Regions from separate parts of the Mus musculus genome. Here regions 2, 3 and 4 are each linked to region 1. Evidence: chromatin contacts called from public Hi-C and promoter capture Hi-C data. All regions are on one chromosome and are shown on one strand. Each heading gives the region's core, a stretch centred on a gene start, on an enhancer-like site or on the middle of the called end of the contact. The rest is flanking DNA. Distances are from core to core; before and after follow the strand shown. Region 1 holds the start of Rgs18 (regulator of G-protein signaling 18). Region 2 holds the start of Rgs2 (regulator of G-protein signaling 2). Region 3 overlaps Gm35415 (a long non-coding RNA gene). Region 4 holds the start of Rgs1 (regulator of G-protein signaling 1).

What was found. Promoter capture Hi-C pulls out the DNA fragments that hold promoters and counts their contacts. Hi-C and Micro-C count contacts between places; a contact is called where the count stands out from the background.
Region 2: a Hi-C map of LSK cells shows a contact between it and region 1, with 6 times the contacts expected there. The contact joins the promoter of Rgs2 here to the promoter of Rgs18 in region 1. A contact is called at or near these places in 3 of 39 promoter capture datasets (the HPC-7 cell line, neutrophils and pre-B cells), 4 of 484 Hi-C or Micro-C datasets (LSK cells, erythroblasts, hematopoietic stem and progenitor cells and 1 more) and 1 of 115 datasets of contacts at active chromatin or transcription factors (the 230-238 cell line).
Region 3: a contact with region 1 is called in a promoter capture Hi-C map of the HPC-7 cell line, with 5 times the contacts expected there. The contact joins the enhancer-like site here to the promoter of Rgs18 in region 1. A contact is called at or near these places in 4 of 39 promoter capture datasets (the C10 cell line, the HPC-7 cell line, pre-B cells and 1 more), 4 of 484 Hi-C or Micro-C datasets (the HPC-7 cell line, bone marrow-derived macrophages, granulocyte-monocyte progenitors and 1 more) and 1 of 9 other capture datasets (macrophages).
Region 4: a Hi-C map of LSK cells shows a contact between it and region 1, with 2.9 times the contacts expected there. The contact joins the promoter of Rgs1 here to the promoter of Rgs18 in region 1. A contact is called at or near these places in 1 of 484 Hi-C or Micro-C datasets (LSK cells) and 1 of 9 other capture datasets (macrophages).

The regions. Positions count from the first base shown.
Region 1 is chr1:144,773,286-144,778,521 of GRCm38.p6, reverse strand. Rgs18 (regulator of G-protein signaling 18) reads left to right here and starts at 3,095. Exons shown (of 5, transcript NM_022881.5): 1 at 3,095-3,399; 2 at 3,854-3,955; 3 at 4,940-5,001. The coding sequence starts at 3,281.
Region 2 is chr1:144,001,266-144,006,501 of GRCm38.p6, reverse strand. It overlaps Rgs2 (regulator of G-protein signaling 2), which reads left to right and starts at 2,353. Exons shown (of 5, transcript NM_009061.4): 1 at 2,353-2,493; 2 at 3,449-3,550; 3 at 3,661-3,722; 4 at 4,220-4,386; 5 at 4,628-5,236. The coding sequence starts at 2,384. The coding sequence ends at 4,822.
Region 3 is chr1:144,197,469-144,202,704 of GRCm38.p6, reverse strand. It overlaps Gm35415 (a long non-coding RNA gene), which reads right to left. Exons shown (of 3, transcript XR_387456.2): 1 at 5,203-5,236; 2 at 4,459-4,635; 3 at 1,879-2,191. Among named protein-coding and RNA genes, the nearest start is that of Gm35415, 2.7 kb to the right of the region's middle. Within about 2 kb of position 1,999, at least 63 of the 459 cell types and tissues checked have an H3K27ac peak or open chromatin away from gene starts, as enhancers often do. A contact at or near this core is called in the HPC-7 cell line, bone marrow-derived macrophages, macrophages and 1 more, where this site is marked.
Region 4 is chr1:144,245,912-144,251,147 of GRCm38.p6, reverse strand. It overlaps Rgs1 (regulator of G-protein signaling 1), which reads left to right and starts at 2,044. Exons shown (of 5, transcript NM_015811.2): 1 at 2,044-2,247; 2 at 2,589-2,669; 3 at 3,181-3,242; 4 at 4,795-4,958. The coding sequence starts at 2,111.

The DNA of each region.
Region 1 (5,236 bases), core at 1,846-4,345:
AGAGAGAGAGACACACAGAGAGAGACACAGAGAGAGAGACACAGAGAGAGGCAGAGCCATAGACTCATATTTAAGTTTGTCTCTAACATTTTGACGGTTGTAGCTTAAATATGGGCTGATAGTGAGATGAAATTCTTGCTGTTCCCCCCCCACACACACCTGAATTCATTTTGCACAAAACTTAGCTTCATGCAACTATAGTGGATACTCATCTATGCCAGGAGATACCACAGTGGAAACTACAAGCATTGTGGGCCTCCAGTTTCCATAAAATTATGTTGTATACATTTTTAGCAAGAGTTTTTAAGCCAATGTGAATAACTTTCATAATGTATTTGAAGAGGAGCAGGGCGGGGAGGGCATAATTATATGGAGGGGAAGCAGAGGATAGAGAAGGAAGATTGGCTGGGGGTAGAGAGACAATCTCTAGAATATTCCAGAGTCCTGGGGTGGGGTAAGCCCTGGAGGGTCTATAGTTAAGACAACTCTAGCTAAGACTCCTAGAAGTGGAGATATGGATCCTGAAGTTGCAATGTCTTGTAGGCAGACAGGACTCCCAGAGGAGGGATACGACAGCAACCCACTCACAAAATCTTCAACCCAAAATGTGATCTGCCTACAAGATGTGCAAGGAGAAAGACTGAGCAGAGACTGTGGGAATGGCCAACCAATGACTGGCCCACATTGAGACTCTTCCCATAGGCAAGAACCGATCCCTGACACTGTTAATGATACAGTGTTATGTTTGCAGAGAAGAATCTAGCATAACAGTCTGCCACGGACCAGCCTCAGTCAGCCTTTCTCAATCCGTGGGAAATTAGGGTTTCAGACAGGTGGGCATGGAGTTGGCGACAAAAAGGGTGACAGACAGGAACAAAAGGGAGTGCTGTATCTGGATGTATTTTCTCAAAAACGAGCACCAGTCTTATAATACAGAAGAAAAACAAGAAAGCTAGGCGAATACATCCATCAAGGTACACTGGTTCCTAACACACACACACACACAAAGAAAATGCATACATAAAAATATAGCGGGAACCAGGCCGTGTTTACCACTGAGAATAGGAACAACCCTTAATTAAGATCAGCTAAATATAGAAGCCAGGTGAATGCTCTGATACAATGCTAGTCTATTGTTAAACCCACCACAAGGGGTCCTTTAGTAAATACCGGATTGTGCTATTCCTTTGGGCCTAGTGAAAAACCTGAACCAGGGGAATTCCATTTTACTAACCCTTTCATGAATACTACTACAATCCATCTATTTCCTAGGCCATTGTGTATTCCTGTGTATGGGTGTGACTCCGCTATTGTCCTAAGTTATTACTATGCAGACTAGCCCTGAGCTTTTCTAGCTCTATTCAAGTAAATAGTAATGCCTGATTATTTTCACTGTCTCTACTAGAAGTAAATTTGAGTGATACTGAATAGGTAAATTCTTACTGAATCTCAAGCTCAGGGTCAGCTTCAAGGACTTTCAAGGACATTGGAACACTTGGGAAGGCTTAGCTATATGTCAACATCAATCCTTAAAGGCACTCATAATAAAACAATACTGAAAGAGAGCACACAGATCCATACACCAGACTAACATGGGGACAGGTTTTGAGTGTATTTGCTATGAGAATGCCAAGGTTCCAGGATACTAAGTTTCCGTGAAACTCTTTGACTCTGGACTACTTTGGTCAAGTAGACTTCACTGAAGTGGATATAGCAACTGTCCTCCTGGCTCCACCCAGCAGCCAATGGAGAGAGACACAGAGCTCACACCAAAACATCAGATGGAGCTCAGGGAGTTTTTATGAAGAGTTGGGAGAAGGACTGAGGGACCAATAGAGGTCAGTGACTCCACAGGAATACAGACAGAGTCAACTAACTTGGCCCAATGTCTAGAGCAAGAGCTATCCCTCAAAAGCAAAGGGGAAGGTAGAGCAGGGGGAGGACTTGCATGAGGGGATACTGGGAGGAAAGGAAAGGCTGACATTGCATTGCAAAGTGAATAACTTTCAAATCATTTGAAGTAAAAGTCATAGATTTTGAAGTTTCATTTTTAAATATACACAAAATGTTCTGTAGCATCAAGTAATAAATATGCTGAAGTCAAAGCTAGTATCTATATTAAATATATTGTTAAATCAATGATTCAAATGAAAATACACTTTCTTTTGCTTTGTGTTATTTGATTATATATATATATTATAATTTATAAAAGTTAAAATAAGTTAAAAGCTGTTAGAAAAATTACATATATACTGTTGATCAAACATGGATAATTACTGACTTTCACTTTCTCTAGGGCTTTGAATTTTGATTTCTTTTTCTGAAAACATGAGTCCTCAGATAGATAAATATCTCAAAGACTTTTAGATTCAAGAAAAAGTAAAAAAAAAAAAAATCAAACTCAGAGTTGTCAATTTTTAAATCCGTTAAGTTTGTCAGTTTATTTTAGAATAATGATATAAACAAAATATACGATGTATCATTAGTATTTGAAGCTTTTCATTAAGAAGAATGTTTTTAACAAAAAATTGAAAGATGTGCTCAATTCTAAGACTATAAATACTTTCAACTGCAAATATGAGAATACAGTATAAAATTTGCCATATTCCTTTTCTCATTTCATTTCATATACTTATCCAAAAGATTCCGATTTGTTTTAGATCACTTTATGGACTGATGCTTTAAATATATTAAATTATGTGAGTTCTATTCTATCTTTCATTCATAAATGGCCTCTTGTCTTAATGTTTATGCAATTTATTAAGCAAATGTAATTAATCAACACTTCAGTGCAGTTTGTGAACAAATGAAATTTATTAAGTCAATTTACTAAAACTAAATGAAATTATAGTTTAAGGAGAGCAAAACTAAGCTGCTCATGTTTGATAATGCTTTGCCACAAGACATTTTATGTCCTTTGGTAAATGACAGCACCATTCACATTACTGAAGCTCCTTTCTCTGCGGGCTTGAAAGGGAAGTAACGCTGTGGTAATACCAGCTTTTATCTTGAAGGCCAGAAGCGGTTTTGCAAATGTGTGGTATCATTTCCTTCAACAATTCAGTACAAGACCAATCTTGAGTTCCTCATTTTCAGACTTGCAGAGGCAGAAACACAGCTCTTCACTTTCTTTCATGTTATTTTCTCTTTTTGTAAGAAAAATCTGAGGAAAGATTCGGGATAGCGCTTTATTCAGGATGTTTTCCTATGAAATAGCATTCATCTGTGGGAGAGAGAAGGACTAAGGAAATCTGACATCTGTTGGTCACTGGGACAGAATATGGATATGTCACTGGTTTTCTTCTCTCAATTAAATATGTGTGAATCAAAAGAGAAAACTTTTTTCAAACTAATGCATGGGTCAGGGAAAGAAGAAACAAGCATCGAGGCCAAAATCAGGTAAAATTAGAGATGTCTTCATCAACTTTGTATCTAAGTAGCATGATTGATGAATATCTGTGAGCTCTTACTTTTTAAATACTTTGTTGAAAATATATTGATTGGAGTGCTGAAAATGACAGGGGAAGCGCTTTAGTTTTTTAAAAATGAAAATAAATGTTATTCTAATGTAGTTTCATTTTTTTTTTGAAAAAAGTCAAAAATTTTAACCACAACTAAGCATTAAAATAATAATTAATGAAATAGAATCTCAAATACTTATCTCTTGTTGAAGTAAAAAGGATTTTCTGTGGTGCACTCTATGCTAATTTCTCTATTTACTGTTTAAATCATAAGTAAAGGAGATGAATTTCTGAGTGGTGTGTGGGTGTTTATGAATTCCAAATTTATTTAGCAGGTTAAATAAGACTTCTGGGACATCAGAAATGTCCTGAATGTATTATTGCTTTTACAGAGCGAAAGAAAAAAGGAATAGACTAAGTCTTCTCCTACAGAGGCCTGACTTCCATGGAGAGACTCAAGCCAGTAGATCTGCCCTCTTGGCCAAAGAAACAAGGTGGGGAGCATGAATTCCTTGGGAGGGTAGTTTCCTTATTCTGTAATTGATGATTAAGGAAAAAAGAAATAAGAATCTATATGCTACTGAAAATTACATAGTGACATGAACATTGTTCAATATTTTATTCCTGAACACTGAGAATAGTCCTACAACTCAACCACATTCATAACTCAAGTCAAATTACCAGAAGCATGAAAATTGTTCTCTTAAAATTAGTAGATCTGTCCATTATAAATGATATACTTTATAGCCAATAAATTGATGAAATGCTACTTTGTTAAATATTGTAAATTTATCTTAAAAACAGGTTATGTATCACTCTCCTCAAAAGTTTTTTTTTTTAAATATTTTATGGATGACCGAAAGGAATGCACAAATAAAGAAAGTTTTGTAACTTGGCTTAGCATTTCCTTAACTTGAAAAAGTAGCTTTTTATATTAGCTTACAACTACTTAAAATTTTAATATGTTTAGTTAAAGATATAAAAGTATTTCACTCTCTTCTTTATGAATGTCTCCAATCATATAAGAAAATAGATTTTCTTACCCCCTTAAGACTAACTAAATTTTGTGCATTAAAAAAGAAGAAGATGAAAAAAGGAAAAAACATCACATTGTGGTTACAAATTCCAGGAAGTTTCTTCTTTTTAAAAGAGCTTTGAATGATACCGTCTATGGTTTCTTATTTGTATATATATATATATATATATATATATATATATATATATATATATAATCTCTCAACCTGGTTTCTCTCTTTCTCTTATTACTTAAAAACTCAAACAATTTTAACACTTTGGTGAACCCTGAAATATTTCATTGTTCAATGGGGAAAATCCTAGAGTACTGATGAAGGTTCCACTGTTTGATTTGGGAGCGCTTAGGCCATTTCAGTGGAGAGCACTGACTGCAGGGTCATCATACCCTGATCAGAAGCAAACATTTTGATCATCTATCATCAAACATTTTCTTTTCTGCACAGAGTCTCTCCTGAAGAAGCAGTGAAATGGGCTGAATCATTTGACAAATTGCTCTCTCATAGAGGTTAGTGGGACTGTCCCCAAACCTTCATTCCTTTATAAATATGAAGCACAGATACATGTGTTGGTAAAAAAGCGGATAGTAGTCAGATTTGTATATATTAATAAGTAACTGGCAGTAATCTGAATTCTAGTCACCGGGGATAACTAAGGAAAAGCATAGACAGCTAAAAGAAAATGTGTTTTTAATTTTCTTACTTGTTCAGAATTTTTTATTGATGAGCTCTTATTGTATCTTA
Region 2 (5,236 bases), core at 1,104-3,603, 770 kb after region 1:
CTTCGTGCTCAACAAGCATTCTGCCACTATATTCCCTCCCAGTGCCATGTGGTGTCTTCTCAAGAAAAAAGGTGTCTGTCTGTAGTAGATACTGCCTAAACTCCCAAAATTACCAGTGGTTGTAAATTTATCCACGATTTCCAGGGAGAAAAAATAATTTTGTGACTTACTTCCAATTGTCAGTCTGAAAAGGCTTGTAGAGAAAAAAAAAGTATTAAAGTGGATTAAATACAAAAATCATCTAGGGTGGTCTACCTTTCAACTAGTTAGTAGGGCACATGTAAATTCACTTTGTTAATGTATAAAAAGAGCAGAGCTTTTCAGGTTTAAAGATCTTGAAGGTGCTAAATATGAACTATTTTGTTTCTTGTCCTTACTCATTTATTATATAAACATCAATTTGTCATAAGCTTGACACACACACACACAAACTGCATTATCTTGCTAGTTGATAGAATTTACACATTTAGAACCTAATTAATTTTGAGTTACTTCTTACAGATTTTTTATGCTGAAAAGCTAGCTTGACATTGCTCTGTTTGTATGTGCAAAATAATGCACTTTGTTGCCATTACAAAGGGTCTTAAATGCAAGATTTGCATAGTATCTTTTGAGACTGGCAAAAAAAAAAAAAAAAAAAAAGGAGAAGAAAAAATCACATTGCTGCTCTTAGTCATGAGAAATTAGGGCTCAGGCAGGAGGAAAGTGACTGCCCTAACAGAGACTTAGCAACTACTGGCTCTGATTACACCTGCTAACAGCCACAAGTGTCAAGGGTCACCTGACCTATATTGATGATTTTAATACCCAGGGTTGTAAGAAAAAAAAAGTCCTGTTTTGTATTGTTAAAAAAAAGTCAACTATGCCTGCACATTACAGATATTTTAACGAGCAACACTATTTTATTAACACAAGCTTAATAAATATGTATTAAATCGTCAGAAATTAAAGCAAATGTAGAAACAGTGCAGATCTTTTCGGCTTATTAAAAATTTCATCTTACAGATTCATAAGCATGCTATCAAGTATTTGTTGCTAAAATCGAAATGATATTCCTTCTATAATAAGGCTATACCAATCTTCTTCATTAGCGACTGCAGACTTTGATCTCTGACTCAAACTACCCTCAGCTTGTCACAATGTGTTGCTTGGTTCCCAGTTTGAGAATGGGTCTTCATTTTCCTTTTAGTAGATCTAGTATGAATCAGAATAACTAGAGCCTAAGCCGTACCTTTTTGTTAGTCTGTTCAGACTTTATGGGAAAACCACTTAGGTATTCCGCCGCATCATTCTGGTAACATAGGAAGCTGAATCAGTTTGTAGTTGAAGTCATGTATTAGTTCTTACAAATCAGGGCTTATTAAACCCTGCAGGAGCAGAGACAGGGGTTCTCACAAATGAAGCTTACCCAAACAAATTCTTTACACCAACCGGCTCTCACATCTAGCTCTAGCCCCCACTGCACCGCCACCTTAACTTAAGCAGTTGAACATCTAGTAATTCCTAAATCTGTTCAACCGTGAATGACTCATGAGGAAATCCTGATTCCTTACGCTCTGAAACTACACATGATCCGTGTGCAGCAGAACTGCGAGATCCTGGGTTTCCCTTTGTATTTCTCACCTATCTCTCTGATCTTTGCTGTGCCCCGCAGGAGATGCCCCTCGGGTCTCCTGGGGAACGACCCTGCAAAGCCACAGCCTGCTGCAGCCATGCATTTAAAGATCAAAACTGCAGAACTGGTTAAAACACCAGGTTTTAATAGAAACTTTCTCCCGCTTCCTCCCTGAGTAGCGTGGAATTCCCTTTAGGAATTCCAAGGTGCCTGAGCGAGCTACAGCACCTTACTCAACAGTCCATATTTCAGGTTTTTCTAGTTGTTTGATTTCCTTCTCTAAAATAGGTAGAGTTGCTGAGTGCAGCCAGCAGGGCTCTCCCCATCCCAGCTGCAGTTTATGGGTGTCCGGATGAACAATAGATACAAAGGTGGGGCGCGCGCGAACACACACACACACACGCACACGAGTAAAAGGTACGGTCTTCAGTAAAGGAAAAGCCAAGAACTCGGAGACCCTTCACCGCGTGGCTGCCCGAAGTGCCTACCAAATCTCTCTGTGTCCCCGCCCGCCACCTCCCACCCTGTGTGCGCACGAGGATGCGGCGCCTACGTCAACAGCGCCCTCGCTTCCAGGCCCTTCGGGGGCTGCCGTGACTGCCACAGGCCGGGGCGACTCCGCCCTCGTGCCGTCTGCAGCGAGCCAATCCGCGCTCTCTTGGGGCGTGGCTGACGCCTCCAGGTCCCGCCCCTATGCCGCCGCCCGCCTTAAAAGCCCGCGGCGCGCTCCCGGCCTCAAACAGCTGCGGTGGCCGCGGGAGTCTGAGAATGCAAAGTGCCATGTTCCTGGCTGTCCAGCACGACTGCGTACCCATGGACAAGAGTGCAGGCAACGGCCCCAAGGTCGAGGAGAAGCGGGAGAAAATGAAGCGGACACTGTGAGTATGCCCTGTCTCCCGAAGAGCTCTTCATACCCAGCCTGGCTTTGCTGCTAGGGACCTACCTTCCCTCGATCTCGGCTTTGAATGCTCTCTAGTCTGCACCTCTGCAGAGAAAGTGTGGGGGCTTGGGGGGTGGGGGGTTAGCTTGCTAGATATGGTGGTATTTGCTTTTTTTCTATGTGAGCTCCGAGAGTTTAGGAACTATAGGAAATGGTTGAAGAAGGTGGCGGTAGATGATCTGAGAAGGGCTGGTTGGCTTTTTGTTCTGCATTTAATGTGGCATCAGAATCCTGTAGCTGAATAACGTCCACCGGCGTCTGGACGTTGCATTGTTAGTTCTGAGCTGCTTGCATAGCTGCTGGGTGGAGATGTTTGAGTTGATTCGCAATGTATGAGATCCATTTTTAAATCATAAAGTAGGGCTCACCCAGTCACGACTATGGAATGAGTAATTTGCTCTGCAGTATCTGCTGCGGAGAAGCACTGTGGGCGGTCGCAGAGGGGAGCTAGGGAATCCATCACACACACACACACACACACACACACACACACACACACACACACACACCTATGCATTGTCTCTGGCATAGTGCAGACCCTCCTACCCCCAGTGCAGAAAGGGAAGAAACATCAGCTGGGTCAAGACTGCTGTTCTCAATTGAAAAATGACAGCAAGCTGTAGTTTAACCATGCAGAAAATCCACTACCTGTTTATTAGGTCAGAAATAACTGGTGAAAATTTAAAATACCCTGGCTGTTATGTAGTCCTATCCTGCTTGTAAAGCTCATTATAGTCGGATGAATGGATAAAACTGTGTTCTGAGGTGCTGGGTTTAAAAGCTAAGAGGGAGAGACTCATCTGCTTTGTTTGTAGCTACTGCAGCTGATGATAGTTTGACCGTTCAAGAATTGCCACTTGAAGTATTTTTTTTTTCTCTCTTTTTTTTTCCAGCTTAAAGGATTGGAAGACCCGTTTGAGCTACTTCTTGCAGAATTCCTCTGCTCCTGGGAAGCCCAAAACTGGCAAGAAAAGCAAACAGCAAACTTTTATCAAGTAAGTTTCGGATCCTGTAGTTACAGAGATGAATATCTAACCAAGCCAAGCAAAAGGGGAAGGGGAACTGATGTGTGTTGGGGAGCTCATTTGCGGAACTTCTCTTGCAGGCCTTCTCCTGAGGAAGCGCAGCTCTGGGCAGAAGCATTTGATGAACTGCTGGCCAGTAAATGTAAGTTCACCTCTTGAATGTGATCTCTCACCAGTATCTTTAAAAGCCTAGAAATGATTGCAAGAAGTGCATTAGACATTACCACCACTGACAGTTCAAAGCCTCTTTTTCTTTCCCTTATATCACTGGGTTTAATCATGGGGAAGCAAGAGGTATTCACCTCAGGTGGGGAAGAAAAGTTAGCCTAAAAATTAAAATGCCAGTTACTCAGGCTGTGGTTGAGTCAGCTTTTCCATTGCATAGAATATTTTCAAAAGCCCTAGTTCCTAGTGAACTTATGGCCTATAAACACTGGTCTTGCAGTGCCAGTGAAGTTAAGTATACTTTTGTTGCAGACTACAAACTTAAGCATTTTTGCCTACTGGCATCTTAGTGCTTAAAGAGCCAGACCTAGAGAATGACAGGCTTGAATGAAGTCTAGGAAACTGATCATTTTGTGCAGAAGAACTGTGTATAATTCGGTCGTTCCATTCATGCTGCTTTTCCTGTGCTTCCAGATGGGCTGGCTGCATTCAGGGCGTTTTTAAAGTCCGAGTTCTGTGAAGAAAACATTGAATTCTGGTTGGCTTGTGAAGACTTCAAAAAAACCAAATCACCCCAAAAACTGTCCTCAAAAGCAAGGAAAATCTATACCGACTTCATAGAGAAGGAAGCTCCCAAAGAGGTAAGAAGACAGGCGCCTCAGATCACCTTCAACACTGTTGAAACCTGAGACTTGAATACACCACATTCAAGCACAAGTGAGAAGAGCCCTGTGCGCCTCTCATCCCAGCTGTCCTAACATTTAAGTTTCTCCAAAGTTGACAGTTATAACTGATCACAAGTTACACCTTTATGTTTTATTATTAAGCATCAATCTGCAGTGTTGACTAGCCAATAAATGGACTTTTGTTTTGTTCTTTCAGATAAACATAGACTTCCAAACGAAATCTCTGATTGCCCAAAATATCCAAGAGGCTACAAGTGGCTGCTTCACCACAGCTCAGAAGAGGGTGTACAGTTTGATGGAGAACAATTCTTATCCTCGGTTCTTGGAGTCCGAATTCTACCAGGACTTATGTAAAAAGCCACAGATCACCACGGAGCCCCATGCTACATGAGACCAGGAGTCCCCCCACACACAAAGGACATTCCATTCTGTCTCCCAAGAGCAAAGGCTGTGACCTGCCAGAAAAAAAAAAAAAACTGACCTTGAATTCAGCCTGAGTGTTAGGAAAACATCGCTCAGAACTATTGATTCAATGTTGGGTAGTGAATCAGGAAGTCAGCAACCTAGGAGAGGCTCTGTGTGAGAACGGCTTCCCTCACTGTGTGAAGAACAGAGGGAGGGAACAGGCCTCTGAATGTGTTCTTCCTCCTTGTCGGGAAAGCAGAGTTTGAGATGAAAGATCCGATGCAATGTTGTTGGAGCATTTAAAATCAATAGGTCTGGGATTATGTGGCCTTAGCTAGTTGGCTGTACACCTTCCCTAAACTAGTCCATGTTACCACATAGTGGTGTTAGTTCTAGTTTT
Region 3 (5,236 bases), core at 750-3,249, 570 kb after region 1:
AGACACCCTGGTTTCACATACTAACCATGTTCAGTTCTCAGATGGCTATAAGTCCATGTTCTAAAGGTTATGGGGACTCAAGCCTACCGATTTTATCCCCTTGAAGTCTGTATCTTGCACCACACAACAGTCAGAATCCCAGCCTCTTGCTATGGGTTCCATATTATTCATTCCACTCTCTTCTCATGTCTCTTTCTGTTGCTCAATTTTAGTAGCTGCACCTCTCACATTCAAAGCCAAATGGAGCGTCATGTCTGAGTTTAAGATCTAGTTCACCAAGAACAGTCTAGGCTTCCCAGTGTTTCATCTTTGCACAACAGCAGATATAGCTACTATAACATGTACGAGATAAACTATAGCATTAATATATAACATCATTATGTTTTGCCCTTCTCTATTCCCCAAAGTGTGTGACAACTTTATATATATATATATGTATATATATATATATATATATATATGTGTGTGTGTGTCCAATTAAATATATATATATATGTGTGTGTGTGTGTGTGTGTGTGTGTGTGTGTGTATACATATATATGTGTGTGTGTGTGTGTGTGTGTGTGTGTGTGTGTCCAATTAAAATATATTTTAATGGATATTTTCTTTATTTATATTTCAAATTTTATCCCCATTCCTGGTTTCCCCTCCGAAGAAAAACACCCTCCCCCTAACCCCTGCTCACCAACCTACCCACTCCTGCTTCCTGGTCCTGGCATTCCCCCACACTGGGGCATAGAGCCTTCACAGGACCAAAGGCCTCTCCTCCCATTGATGTCCAACTAGGCCATCCTCTGTTCTTAACAACTTTGCAGTTATACAACAAATATTTGACTTCAACATGAATTGATACCTTAACATTCTAAACATCAAAATAGGAAAATTTGAAAATGTTTTCATATGACAAATTATAAAATTTTAGACCATAAATTTAAACCAACTAGGTATAGATTAAGGGAGGGGTAGAAGACAGAATCAAATGCATTTACTTAATGACAAAAAAGTGCAGAAAAATCTTGGTCTCCAAAGTTTTTGGTCTTCTACTTGCAATCATGTTTTCAACAGACATTCTATTCTGCTTTTGATATATTTTAGAAAATGGACAATAAATAAACTAAAGATAGATTGTAAAGAGTCAGGCGAATACTGTGTGATGGTAGCAGGTCTGGGGTGATTTTTTACTTCTCCTTCAACTGGATATAATGCTTATTTTAACACATGATGTTATAGTTTTTGTGTACATTATAAATAACAGTTTCAAAATGATCAAATTTCTACAAACAATTTTAGCTATTATTTTTATTGAAGATGTAAAAAGTTATGTTTTTAGTTTATCAAGTTAATAGAAAGTAACTATCGTCACAATACAGAAGAAAATAAGATGGGCAAGTTTTATTTCCACAATAAACAGCTTTATCAAAGTACGGTTTTCTGAGATAATCCAACACATATAATTAATTTTGAGATTTGTTTCATTTCTATAACATACAGACCACAAAGAAAGAGACCTAGATAAGGTTTTCTAATGGTTACCATCTTTATTTCAGAACACTGTCCCAAGCCTTTGTGACTAAAATATTAAATTGACTCTGAATTCCACCAATAGCTATGTGACCTAAGATCAATCTTTTAACCACTCTGAGTTTATTTCATCAGATAGTACATAATAATAAGTATATTTTCCTCTTCAATATATTCTGAAAATGTATTAAGTAATACAACTTACAAATAATGAAATTGTTTATAAAGTTTAGCCATTATTTTATGAATAAATATGACCAACTAAGAATAAAGTCATTCAAGAATACATTGATTCAATTTGAAAAGTGTCATTAATATCAGATGACTTCCTCCAGCCTTGGTTACTAATGAATGGCTAAACTTGTTGCTGTAAATAAATGGGCACTAGGACATTTCTTTAAAATATAACACACATGTGGATCAAGATTAGACTTCTTCCGCTTTGTGGTCTCACATGACTGACCACAGCAACTATTTTTAGTCAGTGTCTGCTTTTTAGTGACACCCAGCTCCACATGTCAGAGTCATCATCCTTATGATGATATAGAGTCGTGTGACAATCTTGTCATATCCTTTCTGTCCAATTCTTTATGATTCCAACATGAACTTCTACTATGGCAGTATTGAAAGCAGCAGAGTGAGATGGGCATAGACTTTTCACCCCTTAATTCTACAAAAATAAAAAGGAGGCAGTCAGCTGTCTTGACATAACTTACTTAGCTAATAAACACGGGGTGGTTCCAAAGAGGACTTCTGTAACGATAACACATTTACATGGTTTTTAACTCCAAGTCAATCAATGGATTAAGAATGAACAGCAGTTTAAATAGTAAATTGTTGTCTCTGATAACAATGCACAGGGGTTTGTGCTCTCTGCCACTCGGATGCTTACAAAACTGAGGGAAAAGTATGTTCAAATTTAGATGAATATGGGTTTGGCTGGAGTGGCGAAAATATCAATATACTGTAGCCATTTGAATGTCATATAATGTCCCCAACCTGAAATCAGACATTTCTAAGTTCAAATTCCAACCATGCAATTTCAAAGCATATGACCCTGAACAGCTTAATAAATTTGTATTACTGGGATAAACAGGCCTTAATAAGACTAAAGATAAAATGCGGGAATGATGAGAGAATCATAAATTAGCAAAAAGTACTAAATTGAAAAGCAACAAAGGTTAAAGGCAAAGACTATAAAGGTAAAGAGGTTTACAAAGAATGTTGAGAAAAAGTCTCTCTGGTGGCATAAGGAACATGGTGGTACCTATGATCTATACTACATAAGACAGTGCCTTACCTGTCTCCAAAGAATATGGAAAAATCGTTGCTAGAAACTGTGCAGCTGTGCATGAAATATGTGATCTCAGCATGAACTATTTTTTAATTTTAAGTACTTCAAAATAGAACTGGGAGATGACACAAAGGGTCAAGATGTTTCCTGCTAAGCTTGATAACTTAAGCTGAAGAGAGTGCAAACTTCCTCAAGATGTCCTCTGGCCTCTGAACACAGACCATGATAAGCCTTTATGCATGCACACATATACACATACAAATACATACATTCATGTATATATACATATACATATACATATACATATACATATACATATACATATACATATACATATACATATACATACATACACACACACAATACTCCAAATAAAAAAGCCATCTGGTACCTTTTTTTCTAAGTCCAGTTAACTGTAACCTCAAGAAAGTGAAGAGATGAGCTTTCTGTCCTTTAACCAGCTAGAGCTGGTAGCACAAGATGAGTATTAGAAAGTCAGTAGCTTTTTGGGAACCCAGGTGCTGAAGAGGAGTGTAAAGGTATACCGAGCCTCATCTATCTCTTTCTTTCTTTTTTTACTTTTCACAAAGAAAACAGTTTGCATATCACATTTGTGTAAGAAAAAATTCATCTTTGTATTTAAGCAACTCATACACAGTCACATGATAAACCAATGGCAACAGTGGAACTTTATCTCAGGTTGGCCTCAGGTTGGTTAAGTATTCTTAACCAAAATACTACAGGAAACAAATTAATTTTAAACAATAAGAGAATATGTAAATATATCAAAGGAAAATTTGAAATAAGATTTAAAATTTAGAGCTCAGCCTTAGATGCTACACCAACAGATCTACTAGTAGGATCCTAACTACTGCTGAAGGCCCAATACCCGTATCGCTCCTATTATCCATTCCTTAGGTTGCAAGTATTTTTGACATATACGTGATCTCTGGAAGAAGTCAGAAATGATCCACAGCTGTATGATACAATATATACACCTGTGTACACACAGGCAAGCATATGCACATGTGCTCATGCACACACATGGATAAACGTGTACATGCACACATGCCCACACATATGTTCATGCATACATGCATACACATATGCACTCAGCACACAGACATCACACACACACACACACACACACACACACACACACACACACACTGCCACCACTACAACCGCCACAGGGCCTGCCACTATTTCTGTACATTCTTACTGGAAACAAAGAGAAAGCCTGAGAGAATCTGGCAAGTGAGAAAGAGGAGTAAGTCATATTTATCAAAGCAGAGGAGTCATTGTTTTCTGCACTGAAAAGTAGAACTATGTAAGTCACAATACTTCAACATTAAAGCAATGATAATACAAAACAAAACTCTAAATGACCATAATTGTTGCATTAGAAACCGGTGGTAGTAACCTCTGATTTACCCTTCATCCTCTGGTAAATCTAGAGAGATGGAAACTCCTTCCAGACCTGGTGGCAAAAGCATCCACACTAACCTTGGGTACAAGGACCACAATTGTAAGGCTCATACATACATTTTCTCTGTTCTACTCCTGGTAAGAATTGAAGTCAATAATAGGTCATTCTGGAAGCTTCTAAACACGCACAGTTAATGTTAAAATGTGAAACACACCTTCATGTAAGTCCAGCCACATTGCTGCAGAAGACACTTGAGAAAAGGAGGGAGGAGCTGGGTCAGTTCACCCCTCTTTTAAGCAGGAAGCTTGCCGCTCACCTCTCCACTCTCAAACTGTAGGCCTCATCTCTGCTCAACTTTCCCTCTGTGTATAAACCGTATGGCCAGTGGAATCTGCAGATATGCATGAAGAGTGACATCCTTACTTAACATTGCTTCTCGGCATGTTACTGTCACAGCACAGGGTTATAGTTCCTACTTCATGGAATATTGCAATAGCTATACAGGGTTAATTCCTAACTACTTTCCCCATAGTGTAGCTATAGAAACTCAGGGATAAAACTACTGTCTCCCAAGAGTATGCTGGCCATCAATTACAGTGGCACACAGCGACACCTAGTGGATAACAGTATATTTTGACCTCTCAAGTTGACATAAGCAATTTTCAGTTCTCCCCTATGAATATTCAGGATTTTTTTAAAAGTAAATTCTGGGTGTTTTTGAAACAAAAGAAAACGTATGCAATTTCCTCTTACTACTACAAACTGTAAATGCTCAGAAAAACATTCTCCAAGAAAAGTCACCTCTTAAGACTTTTATGAAAAGAAATCTTCAAGTGATATATTAGCTAGCAATCAAACAGTTTTAAGAGAAAGACATAGAACTGGAAACACAGCTCAGTTAGTAGAATGGTTGCTTAGCATGCATAAAAACCTGGATTCCACATACTGCATCACACACCTATCGTGGTGGATCATGCTTGTGACTCTGACAC
Region 4 (5,236 bases), core at 795-3,294, 530 kb after region 1:
GGAGAAAGCATGTGATGCAAGAAAGGAAGCAGAAGCAGTGGGAACAATGTATGTGTGGAATGACATAATGAGACCTGTTAATTTTATATTATTTTAGTAAAAATTAACCAAATAAAAACCCATGTTTCTTATCTTTAAAAAAAAAAAGGCTATGGTTCTGCAAAATACTAAAAATCTCACATATTCCAAACATATCTGGTGCTATATACTCTGCTGCTTCTACTGACTCTTCTGATGCTTGTAACATCCAAAGGAATAGTTCTTGCACAGTTTTTGGAAATTGCCAGGGTGTATTGATAACAGGTAACCATGGTTCATTAAAATAACCTTTAAATTGTGTTTCTCAAGCATTTAACTTACACACATTATCCACAGGAGTGGAAGTTTATCAATAAACAAACATGAGAAACGGTGAAAGATTTTAACAGGAAAGTAAGTCTGAGCTGGACCACAGGAAGTAAACAAACACACATCTTTACGTCAACTGTCACAGCCCATCGGTTTTGTTTGGGTCACTTTCAAAGTGGCCAGCTCATCTCACTACTTCTCTTTCTTAAATGAATCATGTTATCTGGTAAACATCAGATGATAGCAATGTATGAAATAGCCATTCGTAACCATAGTGAATGTTGTAATACTATAAATGTTTACTACAGACTTTGTGTATCATACTGATTTTTTAAAAAGGACAAAGAAAAATTAATATGCCTCTCTTTTTTTTAAGTCAAATTTACCTAATTCCACCAAAAGTTTCTATGATAAAGGCTACCCTCTATTGAGAGGCAAAATTCAATCTGCCCAAAGTAAAGTTGGCCATCCTATAAAGTGCCATAGTATGCATCTTGTATAAACTCTGTAAGATGTTATATTGCATTAATATCTCTGCTCTGATACATGATTTTTATCAATGAGTAATGATTTTTGTAATGTAATCATCTCAATTAAAGCTAGATTTTTCCTCTCTGGAGATATTTCAAAAAATTCAATTATTATATCCTAACTAGTACAAATGATTGACTTATTCAAACAAATTCTGAGTTTACTTTGAATTTTCCCTCAGATACTTTATTTTTAAAGATTGGTATCTTTATCATTATGTAAGGTCTGTATGTTAGGTACACTTTTATTCATAGGTTTTCTTTAATTTTACCATGCCATCTTAATTATTGAACACAATTACAGTGACACATCACTTATAGTCTAATTATAGAAGTAGCATTAAAAAACAGAATGCTCCTTAAGGTCATCTTATGTGTCACTGGTAGAATATTTTGTACACACCTTGGAAAATTCTAACAAGAATGTTCCTTGTGATGGAAATGATGGGCAAGATTCCAGACACCACAGTGGTGTAGACAGCCTCCCATAGGTCTCCATCTTACCAGATAGATACAGAGTAGTCAGTATAAAAAAAACATTAATCTTATACTGCTTCATATGGGTGGCAGTGGTGAAGAACTCTTAAAATATTGTGAAGAAGCCAGAAGAAACTAAAGGGGGGGGGCTGTAATCAGAGTATACTATATGACAAGGAAATCTACTTTTAATTTTTAAGAAAGGAGAAAAAACATTGTGATCAGATGATTTTATACTCCAGAACTACCCCAAGCATCAAGGTGAAGGGAGGGATAGGACTCTACTGTTGAATTTCTGCGTGATACAGAAAATATAGCAAATGTAACATTGACCAGAACATATAGTTTTCAAGGGAAAAAAAAAAGAAAGTTTTAACTCAAACTAAAGGCTGATACTTCCTTTCCTCCAGAGATGTGTATGGCCCCCTTCTATATATCTGTGTGTGTCTGTGTGTGTGTGTGTGTGTGTGTGTGTGTGTGTGTGTGTGTTTGTGCATGTGTGTGCATAATTTTGTTCCTGCCTTCCTAATCAAATGACCTGCTCTCATTCAGTTGAGTTTCAACCACAAGACATCCCTGTACACTTTTTTTTCTTCAAGATACACGTCACGACACACCAAGAAAGGAGGAACTTCCGTGCCTGTGGTAACATCACTTGATAAACAGACTCCCTGAACAGCAAGTGCCCTGTCTGCCTTACGCTATATAAAGCAGCAGTCGTAGACTAACAGACACTCACTCGTTTTGAGAAGACCATGAGAGCGGCAGCCATCTCCATGCCAAGGTTGAACAAAATGCCAGGAATGTTCTTTTCTGCTAGCCCAAAGGATTCGAAAGAACACAGCCATTCTCTTCTAGACGACAAAAAGCAGAAAAAAAGGCCAAAGACTTTGTAAGTTCCTTCAGTGTGTCTCTTTGATTATCTTTTATGGCCAAAGGAGTAGGAATAAGTGGACGTGAGTGCTGGCATTTGGTTTATGGAGAGCGGAGCAATTACCTCCTGTGACTTATAAGTGAGAGTCAGTTTTATTGGAAAATAAATCATGTTACCAGAAAGTCTGGGGAAATCTTTCTAGACGTTGTTCATAAAAATGAGTTCTATTTTAACATACTAAAATATTGTGTTAGCTAGTCTTATTATTACCTTCCTCCTCAGATATGTTTGCTTCATGTTCTTTTCATAGATAAGGGGAACTCTTGTAGAGAATTATGAATTTTTGGTGTCTTTTGTAGTGGAATGGACGTGAAAACATACCTGAGATCGATGATCCCACATCTGGAATCTGGGATGAAATCGGCCAAGTCCAAAGACATGTATGTACTGAATATATTGAAATATTCTAAGTGTCTAAGCATCCTAGAAGCTAACTGTTGTCTTCAAATGATACTGATACTTCATGTGTCTAGGCATGCCAGCTTACTCTTGTAATTCCAGTACTTGGAGGTTGAGACAGGGGGATGGGCAGGGGACTTGAGTGAAGCCTTGGACTTTAAAAAGGCATATAAAAATACTGCATGCAATGGAGTTAATTTCTTTTAGGTAACAAGCCAAACAAGATTAGCCCATATTAGAGCCAATGAACATTAATTATTAATATGTCCACATCAGTTTTCTATTTGTGTTTTTCTAATTTATCCACTTAGATTTTAACTGTCTTGACAGATTTTTTTCATAACTATGGTGATTAAAAGGAACTTTATTCATAAAAGTAATAATAGAAGTCATAACAAAAAATTTTAGTTATCAATATGTAGTAGCCATTATTAAATCAAGTGGGATTTCCAAAACTAGTTTATTAATTTAGATTATTTTTGTTAACTGTAGACTTTCTGCTGAAGAAGTAATGCAGTGGTCTCAGTCTCTGGAAAAACTCCTTGCCAACCAGAGTAAGTATTCCTATCTATCCATTGTTTTGGGGTCAGCTTGATAATTTAATAAGTTGGATGGATGATTAATGTATGTTATCAAAGGAAGAAAAGCAAGTATGCAAAAATGAAGTATTTTAGTTCTTGAATCATTCATAATTTCCTCACAATATGACTCAGTAATATAGCACTAGATTTTTATCACTGTCCTTTAGACAAATCTGCCAAAACAGTTACATGTGTTCTTGCATTCAAGAACAAAACTGAAATTAGGCTGTGTTGCTGGAGAGCTGGCTGGTTGGCTGATTGCTTGTTGCTCTTAAAGATGACTGTTTCCCTGCACTCAAGGGACTGGTCTCACAGCAATCTACCTGTAACTCCTGTGCCCTCCTCTGGCCTCTGTGGGCACCTGTCCACAGGCGCTTCTGCATGGAGAGGGGCAAGGAGAAGAAGACACACATATACACATCAAATAATAATAAGCATTCAAAAATTAAAATAAAGGTGAATAAAAGTACATTGTAGCTTCAAAGTTTTAAAAGCCAAGAAAATATCACATCATTGGAATTGCTATTTTGAAAGGTACTTAAAATGTACTTTGTACCATTCAGTGAAAAGAGTAGGATTCGTTTATTTAATTAGTCGTCTATCATCCACATACTTATTAACTCTCATTTGTCCACCCTACGTGGAAGGTATTTTAAAAACAGCAAGGATTCAAATGCAAATACACAGTCTATTACTTCGTTAAAGACACTTGGATATTCCAAGTAAACACTGAAAGCATTCAGCATGATACATGTTTTAATATAAGCTCAAGAGAGGCTTGTGGGGGTTTTCTGATGGAAGGAAATAAAAAAAAATGAATGAAACCAGTCTCCATTCCCCATGGTGGGATTGCAACACTATTGGGATTAGAATCTTATTCAGAAGTGAAGACAATCAGCTTGGTCTCGGGAATAAGTTTACCCTCTTTGTAGAAAGACACTACGAAACTTACTTGGGAAGTCGAAGAAATTTAGCTTAGTTTGACCCAATGATTACAACAAGACTTACTCTACAATTAAGCTGAGCAAATGGTATATAAATCTCAATGGTACTAGCAAGTAAAATCAGTGTGCCAAACATACAGGTGACAAGCTATCCTAACATTATCTAACTACCATGGTTTGGATGAGGAATTTATATTTTTAACCATCAAACGATGTTAATACCCTAAATCATTAACATTTCCTTGCAGAAAGGACTCTACACTCTTGCTCACATGTTGGTGCCTATAAGTAATGACATTGTTCTACAGTCAGCAGAGTTCAGTGTCACTTTAAATACAAGAGGAAGCAAAGTACATTTATGTGAACACACAAAACATTATATGACTGTGGACAGTTTGTTTGGTGACAGATTCCACATGTAACAGTTTCTATGTCTGCTTCTCTACAAATTATGGCACAGCTGTTTGAGCAGTAGCCAACTTGTACCTTTGTGCATATATTAATGCTATAAGATTGCTTATAAATCTCTTCTGCAGCATATTCCTTTACTGACTCAATTTTCTAAACCCCTCTTATTTTAGCAGGTCAAAATGTCTTTGGAAGATTTCTAAAGTCTGAATTCAGTGAGGAAAATATTGAATTCTGGTTGGCTTGTGAGGACTATAAGAAAACAGAGACTGATCTTTTGCATAACAAAGCAGAGAATATATACAAAGCATTTGTGCATTCAGATGCTGTGAAACAAGTGAGTATTAAAGTCATTGTCATTAGTATCAGAGTGTGTAAATTTTACCTACATACAGAAATAGGTTACAACGAAATCCGTGGTATCATAGTTTTGCATATAGACAAATATATTCATTTATCCATTCACTTCAGTGGAGCCATTCCCTGGATTTGTAAAGCTATCTAGTAGAGAGACTAAAATGATTTTACAAAACTGTCCAACCTAGTAGGATGGAGAATGGAATGTGGTATTGCAGGGCAGATTGTATGTTAAGGAACCCTTAGTGAGCTATTGTA